Linked DNA regions of Sus scrofa: region 1 is linked to region 2. A link is a contact called in public Hi-C data. All regions are on one chromosome and are shown on one strand. The core of a region is the stretch at or near the end of the contact, and the rest is flanking DNA. Distances in the headings are between cores, read along the strand shown.

Evidence for each region. Hi-C and Micro-C count contacts between places; a contact is called where the count stands out from the background.
Region 1: a contact with region 2 is called in a Hi-C map of skeletal muscle, with 3 times the contacts expected there. The contact joins the promoter of WEE1 here to the promoter of LOC106509418 in region 2. A contact is called at or near these places in 7 of 47 Hi-C or Micro-C datasets (alveolar macrophages, embryonic fibroblasts, fetal heart ventricle and 3 more) and 2 of 2 datasets of contacts at active chromatin or transcription factors (alveolar macrophages and skeletal muscle).

The regions. Positions count from the first base shown.
Region 1 is chr2:49,890,721-49,896,756 of Sscrofa11.1, forward strand. WEE1 (wee1-like protein kinase) reads right to left here and starts at 3,789. Exons shown (of 11, transcript XM_003122982.4): 1 at 2,931-3,789; 2 at 1,289-1,494; 3 at 761-824; 4 at 411-583. The coding sequence starts at 3,506.
Region 2 is chr2:49,855,581-49,861,323 of Sscrofa11.1, forward strand. It overlaps LOC106509418 (40S ribosomal protein S4, X isoform-like), which reads right to left and starts at 1,832. Exons shown (of 3, transcript XM_021083337.1): 1 at 1,699-1,832. It overlaps LOC106509420 (a long non-coding RNA gene), which reads left to right. Exons shown (of 3, transcript XR_001306964.2): 1 at 1-835; 2 at 1,300-1,385; 3 at 1,723-2,969.

The DNA.
Region 1 (6,036 bases), core at 2,539-5,038, 37 kb after region 2:
TAACTGATAATTCATAAAAGAATCTTGACTTCTGCATCTATCATTATGCCAAAGGATAACTTGCTTAAGACAGAGGAGGTTAAGACTCTACCAGATTTTTTCAGACTTCCATTAAGAAGACTCTGAGAAAGAAGGAACCTTCCTGGCCCTAGGATTCAGGAAAACTGAAACTCCCAATTTACTGTGAATTCATGGATGACACCAGAAATAAGAAACTTAAATTTGGCTCCAAAATCAAACTCTTTATATCTACAAGTCTAATAAGAACTAATGCACAAAATGGATCTGATTAAATCATTATAACTTCTCAAATGTTAGAGAATAAATTAAGTGCTTGACGACCTAAAACTTTAATATTTGTAACACCATACTGAACAAAAAAGCAAAAGACAAAAATATTTAACACATACTCGTCAACAGAGCCAGCCAATGGCTTTTTTGATCGCTTAATGGCATAAATGCATCCATCCAGCCTCTTCACACATTTAAAAACAGAACCAAATTCTCCAGAGCCAATCTTCTCTAGCTCATGAAATTCTGTTGTATACCGTGACTTCATATTGCTTTCAGTAATTGTAATTCTCTGTAATAAAAAATATATCCATGTGCACAAAAGCATGAAAATGATTTTTTTCACTGTGTGTGAAATTTAAAAATCATTGTATCTTGTTTTAATGCTTACTTAATATGCATATATGGTAGCTTGTTAAGAAGTAGAAAATCAAGTTTCAAAAACAATAAAAAGGAAAAAGCTATTTACTTTAGCAGGTCTGGTTTCATCTTCAAACTCATAATCACTGGCTTCCATGTCTTCACCACAGGAACTGAAAAATAATTATTTTTTCCATCAACCTATCTGATGAATATATCGACTAGAGATCCAAAACTATCTGATATAGTGAAATTAAATTTTAATAAATGAAAACAAAAGAAAGCATTTAATTCTGTAATCACAAGAATACAGCTCAGCTGATGTAAACGTTGTTCTTGCTAAGATACGCCAAGACCACTACACGTCAAAATTAAAGCCTTTCTAAGTCAACTCTCTGCCTGCCTCACTTTCACACCAGTAGATTTCTAGACTCTATCTAGGCTTTTTTATTCCTTTCTTTTCCACGTCACTCCTTTCCCACAGCTGATGACTTCCCACCATTCTCTCTTTAGAATCGCTGGTAGTAGAGAAGTGCATAAACTTCCAAGTCATTCAGTTGAAATTAAATTTTGATAAGTATACCAAACCAATCTTGGGTGGGTGAGGAACCAAACTGTTCAATAATAAATAACTTACTCGTTCCAGTATGTTCTCTTTCTTCTACGACACTGTCCTGAGGAATGAAGCAACACCGAATCTGGAGTAAAAGGATTAATATTCACTTGTGGAGTCTGTCGAACATCAAATTCCCTTTTTCCTGATTTTTCTGTATCCATGAATAGAGAACCACCACGGAGTTTAACAGAGTTGGAATCAATTCCTCGAGCTTTAGAGAGCAAACTCTAGGAGAGGAAAAAAAAATGTTTAGGACCCAAGTGCTACAGAGGCCTTCTCAACCTAACTTTCAAAACGCCTTTCACATGGCCGAATGTGTAGGTCAAAGCAACACACGAGCCTCTGTTATCTTTCAAGCAAAATAAACAGTGGTTAACTTAGGAGTTTGAAGCTCGATACTAACCACCTTTTCTGAAAAGGCCAAGTAAAATAGGTCTCTAACCCTAAAAAGAACATGAACGCAGACCAAAATTAAGTTCATTCTGGAGGCTAAAAGTTAACAAATCCTTTCAATCCATCTAAAAATGGAAAGCAGTCAGGGAGCCCCATAAAAGCTCCCCTCCCCCATCCAAGTAAGGCTTCGAGAGCCACCTCAATAGGACTCCTCCCCTCACTTCCAGAGGGATCTTGCCTTGGGCAAGTCGGCTAATAAACAGTAAGGCACAATAGCACACATCTTCCAGAGGTTTATGACTAACGGTACTGAAAGCTGACTCACTTAGGTACTTTTTCCACATCAATCTCATAAATGCCATACTTGTCTTAATTTCGGGAAGTGTCCGTTTTAAAACCTGCTGTTACTTTTACAGTTCTCACTTGTCAATAGCCAAACAGGTACTGAATACCTATTTCTTTAAGATACCTTATCGATCATAGGAAAGCCTGAGGGTCCAGGCAACAACACCAACGCTGGTTTTTAACAGTTGGATGTTCCTAATCAGGACACTTAGGGTAACCAAACTTGGGCAGTCCAAACTCGAGAGTATAAAGAAACGCTTACCCAATAAATATTCTGTCCGTAAGGAGGCTTAAAGGCTACCCTGAGTTATTTACGAGTCTTTAAGACTGTAAAGGCTTGAAAGCCAGCCTTTTCTCCCAAGTCGAAGTGCAGTCTCCCTCCGTATCTCAAACTTTCCCCCATAAGACCACCTGACACAAAACGATAAGCGCATGATTTTTTTTTTTTTTTCAACCGAACTCCTGCGTGCGCCGCCCAAATTACAGGACCGATCACTGCGTTTAAAAGGCACCAGATGGCTGCGGCGCTCGGGAGTGTCAGGTGGCCGGGCCAGCACCACTCGAGCATCCTTCCAAACCACGTTATCGGTGCTACACTCCCGGCTGCCGTGCTCGGGGCGGCCCCGACTGCGGGCGTTAAATCGTCAGCCACCTGGACGGCGCCGATCAGCCCTTTGAAAGATGAAGAAGTTCCAGACGAGGGCCATTGTTCAGTTACATAATCTTTAACGGACAACTGCTGGGCAGGGCCCCAAAGAGGGGCTGCCAACTTTTTTGTTGCGGCGCAGGAGAGAGAGCGGGGGTGCGGCCAGGCGGTTATGTAACTGAACCCGGGCAGCGCCGCGCTCGGCTCCCAGCGCCGCGGCCTTTTTAAAAGGCTGGGCCGGCAAGGGCTCGGGCTGCTCGGGCCGCCGCGTCCTCTCACCTTGGGGGTATGCGGCGTGTCGAAAAGCCGCAGCTTGCGGAAGGTCTTGTGCGGCGGGGTGCCCGGGTGGTCGGGCAGCGGCGAGCAGGGCCCCTCGGCCGCCCTGCGCGTCGCGCAGCCCCGCGGGGACGCATCCCCCGGGCCGCCACAGCGCACGGGCGAGAACGAGCTGCCCAGAAAGTAGGCGGCCGCCGGGGACTTGACCGGCGACGAAGAGCCGAAGCCCTCCTCCTCCCATGAGTCGCCCTCGGCCCCGCCGCCCGCCGCGTCGGCGCCGGAGCAGGCGCCCCGCAGCAGCAGGTCCTCCTCCAGCTCCCCGGGGCTGCCGGGGGCCGGGCCGGGCGAGCGGCGGCGCTCGGGCCCGGCCTCTGTGGGGCTCCGCGCAGGCGGCAGCGGCGAGTCGGGCTCCTGAAAGGCCGAGTCCTCCCCTGTGCTGTGGCCGCTGCCTTCTTCCTCCTCTTCTTCCTCCTCCTCCTCACAGTCGCTGCAGGGCGAGAAGATCAGTTTCTGCCGCAAGGTGCAGGAGGCCCCAGCGCGGCGGGGCGGCGGCGGCTGCTGCCGGCTCAGGAAGCTCATCGCGCCCCTAGGGCCGGGGCGAAGGACCGGAGAATCGGGGCCCGCGGAGTCCAGGACACTGCCGGCCCAGGGGGCGGGTCCGCCACGTGCGACTGGGCGCGCCTAGCGGCTTCGGCGGCGGGCCTGCGCGGCGGCGGCGGCGGCCTGCGGCTCCGGGACGCTCGGGACGGCGGATGGTGGGGGCGGCAGCGGCGCGAACTGTCCGGCAGCGGAGGGGCGGCCCGGGCGCCGAGGCTGGGGTCTCCGCAGGTCCAGCCACAGGTTCGGGCTCCGCGGCTTCCCGCGACCGTTAACCACGTGAGTGCCCAGCCCACCAATCCCCGCCCAGCTCAGGGTTTGAAAAAAATGGAGGGCGCGACGTACCCCGCGGGGGAGGGATCGGCTACGCGATTTTGGCGCGAACTCGCTGGCTCCGCCCACCCTGCTCGGCGCCCAGCCAGGCCTGGGCGGGCGTGGCGCCGCGGGCCTATGAGCGAGCGGGATCACTCGAGCCGCGGGTCCGGAGCCGCCCGGACCGGGCCAAGGTGGAGCCGAGGCCGCCCTCTGGGTGGGACCAAGGGTGAGGGCTTGGCTAGGCTGATCCCAGCGCGGCCCTGGACGCGTTCGCCGCCCGCAAGGCTTCCGCGAGTCTGGAATCGGACGGGCGGCGAGAGAGCGCCTCTGGGTCCCGGCAAGTCTGGGCGAGCGGGGGACTGCAGTGGCCCTCGGGCGCTGTCCCTGGATACCAACCTACTGCCCCGCGTCCCTTTGGTGCCGGCCCCTGAGGCAGTGTGGGCGTGGCTGTGGGAAGTCACGTTCCCGGGTCGAGGTCTCTCAGGACAGTTCTGAACTGTAAACAAATTGGTTAGGGGGACACCAAAGTCAGCAGGAAGGCGGACACTCGAGTTCTCCAGGCGAGGTCACCAGCTGCGGGGCAGCCTCTGAGCCTCAGCTTCCACCCCAGAGTGGCTGATAGGGTCCAGTGTGTCCATAGGGAGTTGAGCGCCCCCAGGCTGTGGTCCCCTCAGATGTCCCGGCTCCCGCAAATTGTCCACAGTAAATAAAGCCGCCCCAAGTTCGGCCGTAAGCACAAAACCGAGCGCCCACCACCAGGCCACGCTGTTTATATTTGTTTGCCAGCTCATGGGCAAGTGTTGGCAAAATAGAATGGCTCAGCTCGCTGCAAACTTCAAAGGGACTTGAGAAAATTTCTCTAGCACCACGTTAAATTGTGATTTACTCCATCCCTTACTGTCACACAGAGAAGATTCCAACAATCTTTTACTTGTCAATAACCCCATAAAGAATATTCTTCCTCCTTGCGTTTTTTTTTTTTTCCTGTGTTTTATTTTGCCGTTTTTATTCTTTAGGATTGCTGGGTCAAAGATATAAACTGCCACACCGCTCTTCAGAGAGAAAAAAATTACGTTCTCACTAGTATTGGCTTAGAATACACCCTTTGTGAATTCTGGACATCAGTGGATAACATTCGTTAACGTGGGTTTTTTTGTTTGTTTGTTTGTTTGTTTTTATGGCCACCACACCCACGGCATATGGAAGTTCAGGCGTCAAGGATTGAATCCCAGCCACAGCCAAGACAGTGGTGGCAAAGCTGATCCTTTAACCTACTGTGCCTGGTGGGGGATGGAACCTGCACCTCCTCCACAAGCAGAGCTGCTGAAGTCAGATTCTTCACCCACTGCGCCACTGCAGGACCTAATGTTTGTTAATGTAGTTTTGCTGTTTTGATTCATATCACTGGACGGTTTTCATGGGCCTAATAGCTGTTTACATTCATTTCTATGAATATTAACACGTGGACATATACATTATTCTAACACTTTTCAAAGGTAAAGTTCAAGCTGGATTTGTAATGGAAACACATTTTTTTTTCTCCCTTTTGGGCCACACCCTCAGCATTCTGGGCCAGGGATCAAACTGGGGCCACAGCAGCAACCCAAGCCGCTGCAGTGACAACGAGGGATTCTTAACCTGTCGTGCCGCAAGAGAGTTCTGGAAACACATTTTAGCACTTATCACATCGGGAATTCCCTGAGTTTATATAACTGAAGATGTAATGAAGGTTAAACAGCTGTCTCTCCAGTTAACGGATGTATAAATGTGTGGTCTTTTTTGTGTACTAATCCAAACTTAATTTTAAGCTCTTTGAAGACAGGAACTCTACCCTTTTGTATGTTTCAAGGAGAGGCATTCTCTGATCCATGCTGACCAAAGCCAAGGAGTGTTTTTTTTTTTCTTTTCTTTTTAGGGCCATACCCGCAGGATATGGAGGTTCCCAGGCCAGGGTTGAATTGGAGCTGTAGCTGCCGGCCTACACCACAGCCACAAAAAAACTCCACATCCGAGCCTCATCTGTGACCTACACCACAGCTCACGGCAATGCCAGATCTTAACTCGCTGAGTGAATTCAGGGATTGAATCCGCAACCTCATGGTTACTAGTCAAATTCGTTTCTGCAGCGCCACAACTCGAACTCCCAGGAGTGGTTTTTAGCACCTTCCCTCCAACACCTCCTCTCTCCTAATGAGAA
Region 2 (5,743 bases), core at 582-3,081:
GGATCCTTAACCACTGAGCAAGCCCAGGGATCGAACCCACAACCTCATGGTTCCTAGTGGGATTCGTTAACCACTGAGCCATGTTGGGAACTCCCAGACTTTGTTTTGTTTACTTCTCTATTCCTCAGTGATTGGACCAGTGCCTAGCATGTAATAGACATCCACTAAATATTTTCTGGATGAAGGAAGGAGAGAAGGAAGAAAAGAAGGAGGGAAAGATGATTTCTTTGGAGCTTACAGGTTCATCAAGACACGATAAAAAGGGCTGGAGAAAAAAGACCTCAGCATGAACTCTCTGAACAAAAGTTCACGGCATAACCACCCTGCCCCAATAACCTGAAACCCACAAAAACATACAACAAAGGGAGATGATGAAATGTACCTGTGGGGTGAAAAAGTATACAGCCATTAAAAACACTAATTATGAAGATAGTAAAATGTTAATGGTATGTTAAAGGAAAATAGTAGACTGTGAAACAGAGCAGCTCTCAATATGTAATTACTGTGTTGCCATAATCACGGCAATGCAAAATGTGTGCACATTAAGTGAGCCGACATTTAAAGCAAAACAAATTATTATTAGGCCTATTAGTGGGATTATGGGTGGTTTTGCGATCTTTTTTTTTTTTTTTTTTCCTTCACAATTAAAAAAAAACAAATCTTGTATACTTTTTTCCTTAAAAGGAACACGTGTTAACTCCCTGGGCACATTGCCTGAGGAAAATCCCAGCACAGTGAGGTCAGCACCCAAGTTCCCCCAGACACTCCTTTGCAAAGGCAGAGGGGTCCCAGGCCTGCCTGTGCAGAGGGCTGCCCCAGAGGCTGAAACCCAGTGGTAAGTGATGCATAGAGCGTTTGCATGACTAACTGGGGGAAAAAACCCACCAGAGAGATATTTCTATTTAAGCGAAGAGAAATGCAGAAGTAAATCTGCTTGAACCTAACTTGGCCTTAAAATGAAACCAACTGTGCCCCAAAGGGTTTTTTTTTGGGGGGTGGGGGGTAAGGGGCTTGTCTTAAGGAGAGTCAAGTCCAGGCTCTAATGACCAACTCTTCCATGGGGGAGTCCAGATTCATGGGTCTCTGGCCTCCTGTTAGTATCAGGACTTCTCAATCTAGAAACCCACCTGAATGTTAACTTTAGACCAGTTTTTCTTAATCAAACTAAGATTCCAAACAACGGGAATCATAAAAGCTAAGGAACTTACCACCAGAAAAAAAGGCACATCAGCCCCCCAAGTGGAAACAATTTCAAGGTTTTCATGGACCCCTAAGTCCTACTTGGCCCTGAACCCCTAGATTAAGAACCCCTGCTGGACCTGAATAAATACAATGCCTTACATACCAGATGGACAACGTGGATGCTGTTTTTCATCTGCTGACAGGTTTGTGATAAATAAATACAAACTAATTTAAAAGAAATACTAATTCAAAGACTTGTTGCTCTGTATATTCTCTAGAGAGGCGGCAAATGTCCTGCCGGTCCAGGAGCACGTGAAAAGGGGTCTTATGTCCCAGGGGTCCCCTATAACTGCAGCAAGGCTGTCCCCCAAGTGGCTACAAGGGAGTGGACCCTGCTGCCTCTCCCTCCGCCCCAGGGCCCATGCACTGGAGGGCGCAGGGCTCCGGACCGGGAAGCCCACCCCTGCTTTTCGGGGGGTTTTCTCACGGAAATGTTGCAACCGCTGCTTGGCTCACCTGTATTTACGTTTTATTCTCCAGTTATCGCCGGGTTTTCCGGACGTGGACTGTCAGCCCGTGACTAAAGAATAACCGGGGCGGGCCCGAGGGCGCGGCGAAGCCCTTGAGGTCTCTCAGGGTGAGCGCCCCTGGGTGGAGTTCCGAGGGGCCCGGGCGTAGGCGGCCGTCACCGCCGCGGCGAGCCGCGGAATGTCCTGCCTGTGAGCTCCCTCGCCTGGACGCGATGGAAGCCTGGCGGGGACCGGGGACCGCGCCGTCTTCCTGCCCGGGGGCGGGTGGGCGTAGTACCCGGCGCCGCGATGGCGGTGGCGCTGTCGGGTCGCGCTCTCAACCCGCCCCGGGCTCCGGCGGGGTGGCGCCAGGCTGGAGGCCGTGGGATTCCCGGACACCCTCCCCTTCCACAGTGGCTGGAGGATTGAAGCCGAGACAGTGGCGAGAGGGGCGCACAGCCCAGCCCATTCCCCATCCCTGACGACTCCAGGACGATCCCCTTCCCGGCTCCTTATTCATTCCCTGAGATGCTCAAAGACCTGATTTCCACTTTAACATCCAAATTTGGTGGGTTCTAGGAGGCCTGGGCTGGCTCAGTCCAGGGGCTGTTGACTCATATAACAACAGTATCTGGCACACAGTAGGTATGTGTGCATCTGTTGAATAAATAAAATATTTGAACTGTGTCTGCTTCAACAATACTTCAATAGTGAGCTTGTTAGGAGTGGGTACAGTCACTGATGTGCTGAGAAGGATGGGGGGACGGTCGGGGAAGTGGGGGATGGGGGGAATACGTGGGCCCAGCGAGCAGCTTCTGAGTGAGCTGGAAAGTCAGCGCCCAGAAACGACCAGGGCACAGTGCCTGGGTGCCGCCGAATTCCTCGCAGGAGGCCAGAACCACGAGTCATGGGCCATGGGTCACGTAATTGGAAAGAGAGACGCTAAAGGGAGAACCCGAAGGAGACTGTCTCCACGTGACAGCTACATAAAGGCTCAGCTCTACTGGGTACTAGAGACATGCGATCCCGGAAGCTGGAAGCCTCAGGAGACCTGGACAGAAGGAAGCCGGTCAAAAGGGTCCGAAATCCTCCTGCAAAGACAGAGCAACACATCCATTCCAGCTCTCTCCCTCGAATCCGGCCTAGTGTTAGGTAGCGAGCGCCCCTCCGCCCTGCCGCAAGCTTTCCTGGTCCTGTGAGACCACTGGCAGCCTGCAGGGGGCGAAATGTCTCTTTGTACTATTAGGGCTACGGCTGAAACCAGAGCCAAAAATAGAAGCTGAGGTCAACTGAAAGGAATGAAGCTGAATAAATATACGTATGCCCCTAAAATCCTGATGGGACACACAGTAAAGTAGTATTTCCAAACACAGGTTTAAGGTAGGATTACTTAGTAAGGAATGCTTGGATAAATGAATGAAAATTTGGAGGGAAAAATGTAAATTCCACTTATACATCAAAATAAACTCCATGTGGATTAAAATTCTACATATTTTAAAGAACAGTCATAGAAACACTATATTAATAAGTATAAGAGAGATTTATGGCTAAATGTCAACATTCGCAAAGCTTTGAAACAATAGAAGACACTGCAGAGGAAGACTAACATTCAAAAATGTAAAAACTGGACAAGATTTTAAGAAGGAAAATGCACCAAATAACAAGCAGAAAATACTTCAAACATATAAAAGCTTGTTTGAATACATAAAAACAAGCAAGAGGAGTTCCCTCAAGGCGCAGTGGGTTAAGAATCCAACTGCAGCAGCTTGGGTCTTTGTAGAGGTGTGGGTTCCATCGTTGGCCTGTGTGCTGTGGGTTAAAGGATCCCGGGCGTTGCCATGGTTGCTGCGTAAGTCACAGCTGTGGCTCAGATTCAGTCACTGGCCAGGGAATTTCCATATGTTGGGGGGTGGCCATAAAATTTTTTAAAATTTAAAATTAAAACAAGTAAGATGCTAACAGCTAAATAGACAAAGAAGTTAAGTATGCAACTCACAAGGAGAAAAAAATTAGTACATGAGTACATGGGGAAATGTTCATTGTCTCTTTCAATACTGAAACTTTTTAAAACAACCTTGAAAAATATTGAATCAGTATGTTGTACATCTGAAATTAATATACTAGTGTAAATCAATTATACTTTAATTAAAAAAAAAAAACCTTGACATAGCACCTCATGTCTACTAAAGTTGCAAAACTGTTTTTATTTATTTATTTTTTGTCTTTTTGCTATTTCCTGGGCCGCTCCTGTGGCATATGGAGGTTCCCAGGCTAGGAGTCGAATCGGAGCTGTAGCCACCAGCCTACACTAGAGCCACAGCAACGCGGGATCTGAGCCGCATCTGCAACCAACACCACAGCTCAGGGCAACGCCAGATCGTTAACCCACTGAGCAAGGGCAGGGACCGAACCCGCAACTTCATGGTTCCTAGTCGGATTTGTTAACCACTGCGCCACAACGGGAACTCCCAAAACCGTTTTAAAATTGTAGTGCATGACTGGGAATTTGGGGTTAATAGATGCAAACTATTGCCTTTGGAATGGATAAGCAATGGGATCCTGCTGTATAGCACTGGGTCACTTGTATGGTTACTTGTGATGTCTGGTCACTTGTGATGGAGCATGATAATATGAGAAAAGAGAATATGTACATGAATGTGTGGCTGGGTCACCTTGCTGTGCAATGGAAAACTGACAGAACACTGTAAGCCAGTTATAATGGAAAAAATAAAAATCATAAAAAATAAAATTGTAATGCATAAAGTTACCAAATCAATAAAATAATAGTCACTATTGCTTCATACAACTTTCCAACAGGAATATTATGATCTTCATTCCTTCCACAAATAGCTATTGAGTTTATTGTAATGGAGAGGAGCAGATAATAAACAGATATACACAGTACAAGATGCTAAAAGGAAAAATAAATAGAGCAGGAAGTGATGGGATGTGCTATTTACATTTGGTTAGTGTCTGCCTCTCTAATAAGAAAACATCTGAGCAGAGAGACATGAACAAATCTTGTTCATATCTGTGGGAGACTGCTCCAGTTTAGATGGAACAGAAAGTAAGGTGACCCTGAGGCAAAAGCATGTGGGGAGGGGAGTAACACTTGATTCCTTTTCTCCCATACCATAATATTTTGAATATTTTATTTTTTTATTTTTATTTTTTCGTCTTTTTGCCTTTTCTAGGACCGCTTCCCGTAGTATATGGAGGTTCCCAGACTAGGGGTCTAATCGGAGCTACAGCCGCCAGCCTACTCCAGAGCCACAGCAGCATGGGAACCAAGCTGCATCTGTGACCTACACCACAGCTCATGGCAATGCTGGATCCTTAACCCACTGAGCAAGGCCAGGGCCTGAACCTGCAACCTCATGGTTCCTAGTTGGATTCGTTAACCACTGCACCACGATGGGAACTCCAACATTTTGAATATTTTAAAAATGATTTATTTTATATATTAATACAATGATAAACTAAGCTAAAGTGATCTAGTCAAATGTATGCTATTTTTTTCTTTAGTAAACCAACAAAACCTTAACTTCTATGGATGGTGACATTGCAAAGACTGCTTCACCCCGTCCTTCTCCCAGAGCTGGAGTTAACCAGACATAAAATGCCACTTCTTCATTTTCAGTACATTCAATTGGTTTCAAAATAAAATATTTCTTTTTCTTTCTTTCTTTCTTTCTTTTTTTTTTTTTTTTGTCTTTTGTCTTTTTAGGGCCTGCTGCATATGGGGGTTCTCAGGCTAGGGGTCCAATTGGAGCTGTAGCTGCCGGCCTACGCCACAGCCACAGCAACGCTGGATCTTTAACCCACTGAGCGAGGCCAGGGATCAAACCTGCAACCTCATGGTTACTAGTCGGGTTCGTTAACTACTGAACCATGACAGGAACTTCCAAAATAAAATATTTCAAGATACAAATTAAAGTACTGCCACACTTTGGGGAAAGGATCTTCAAAGTACAAGCAAAATAGGGTCTTGAGAGAGTTTTTCCAGGCTTGTGGTTTTAAATACCATCACTGCAATGATTCTCAAACAGATC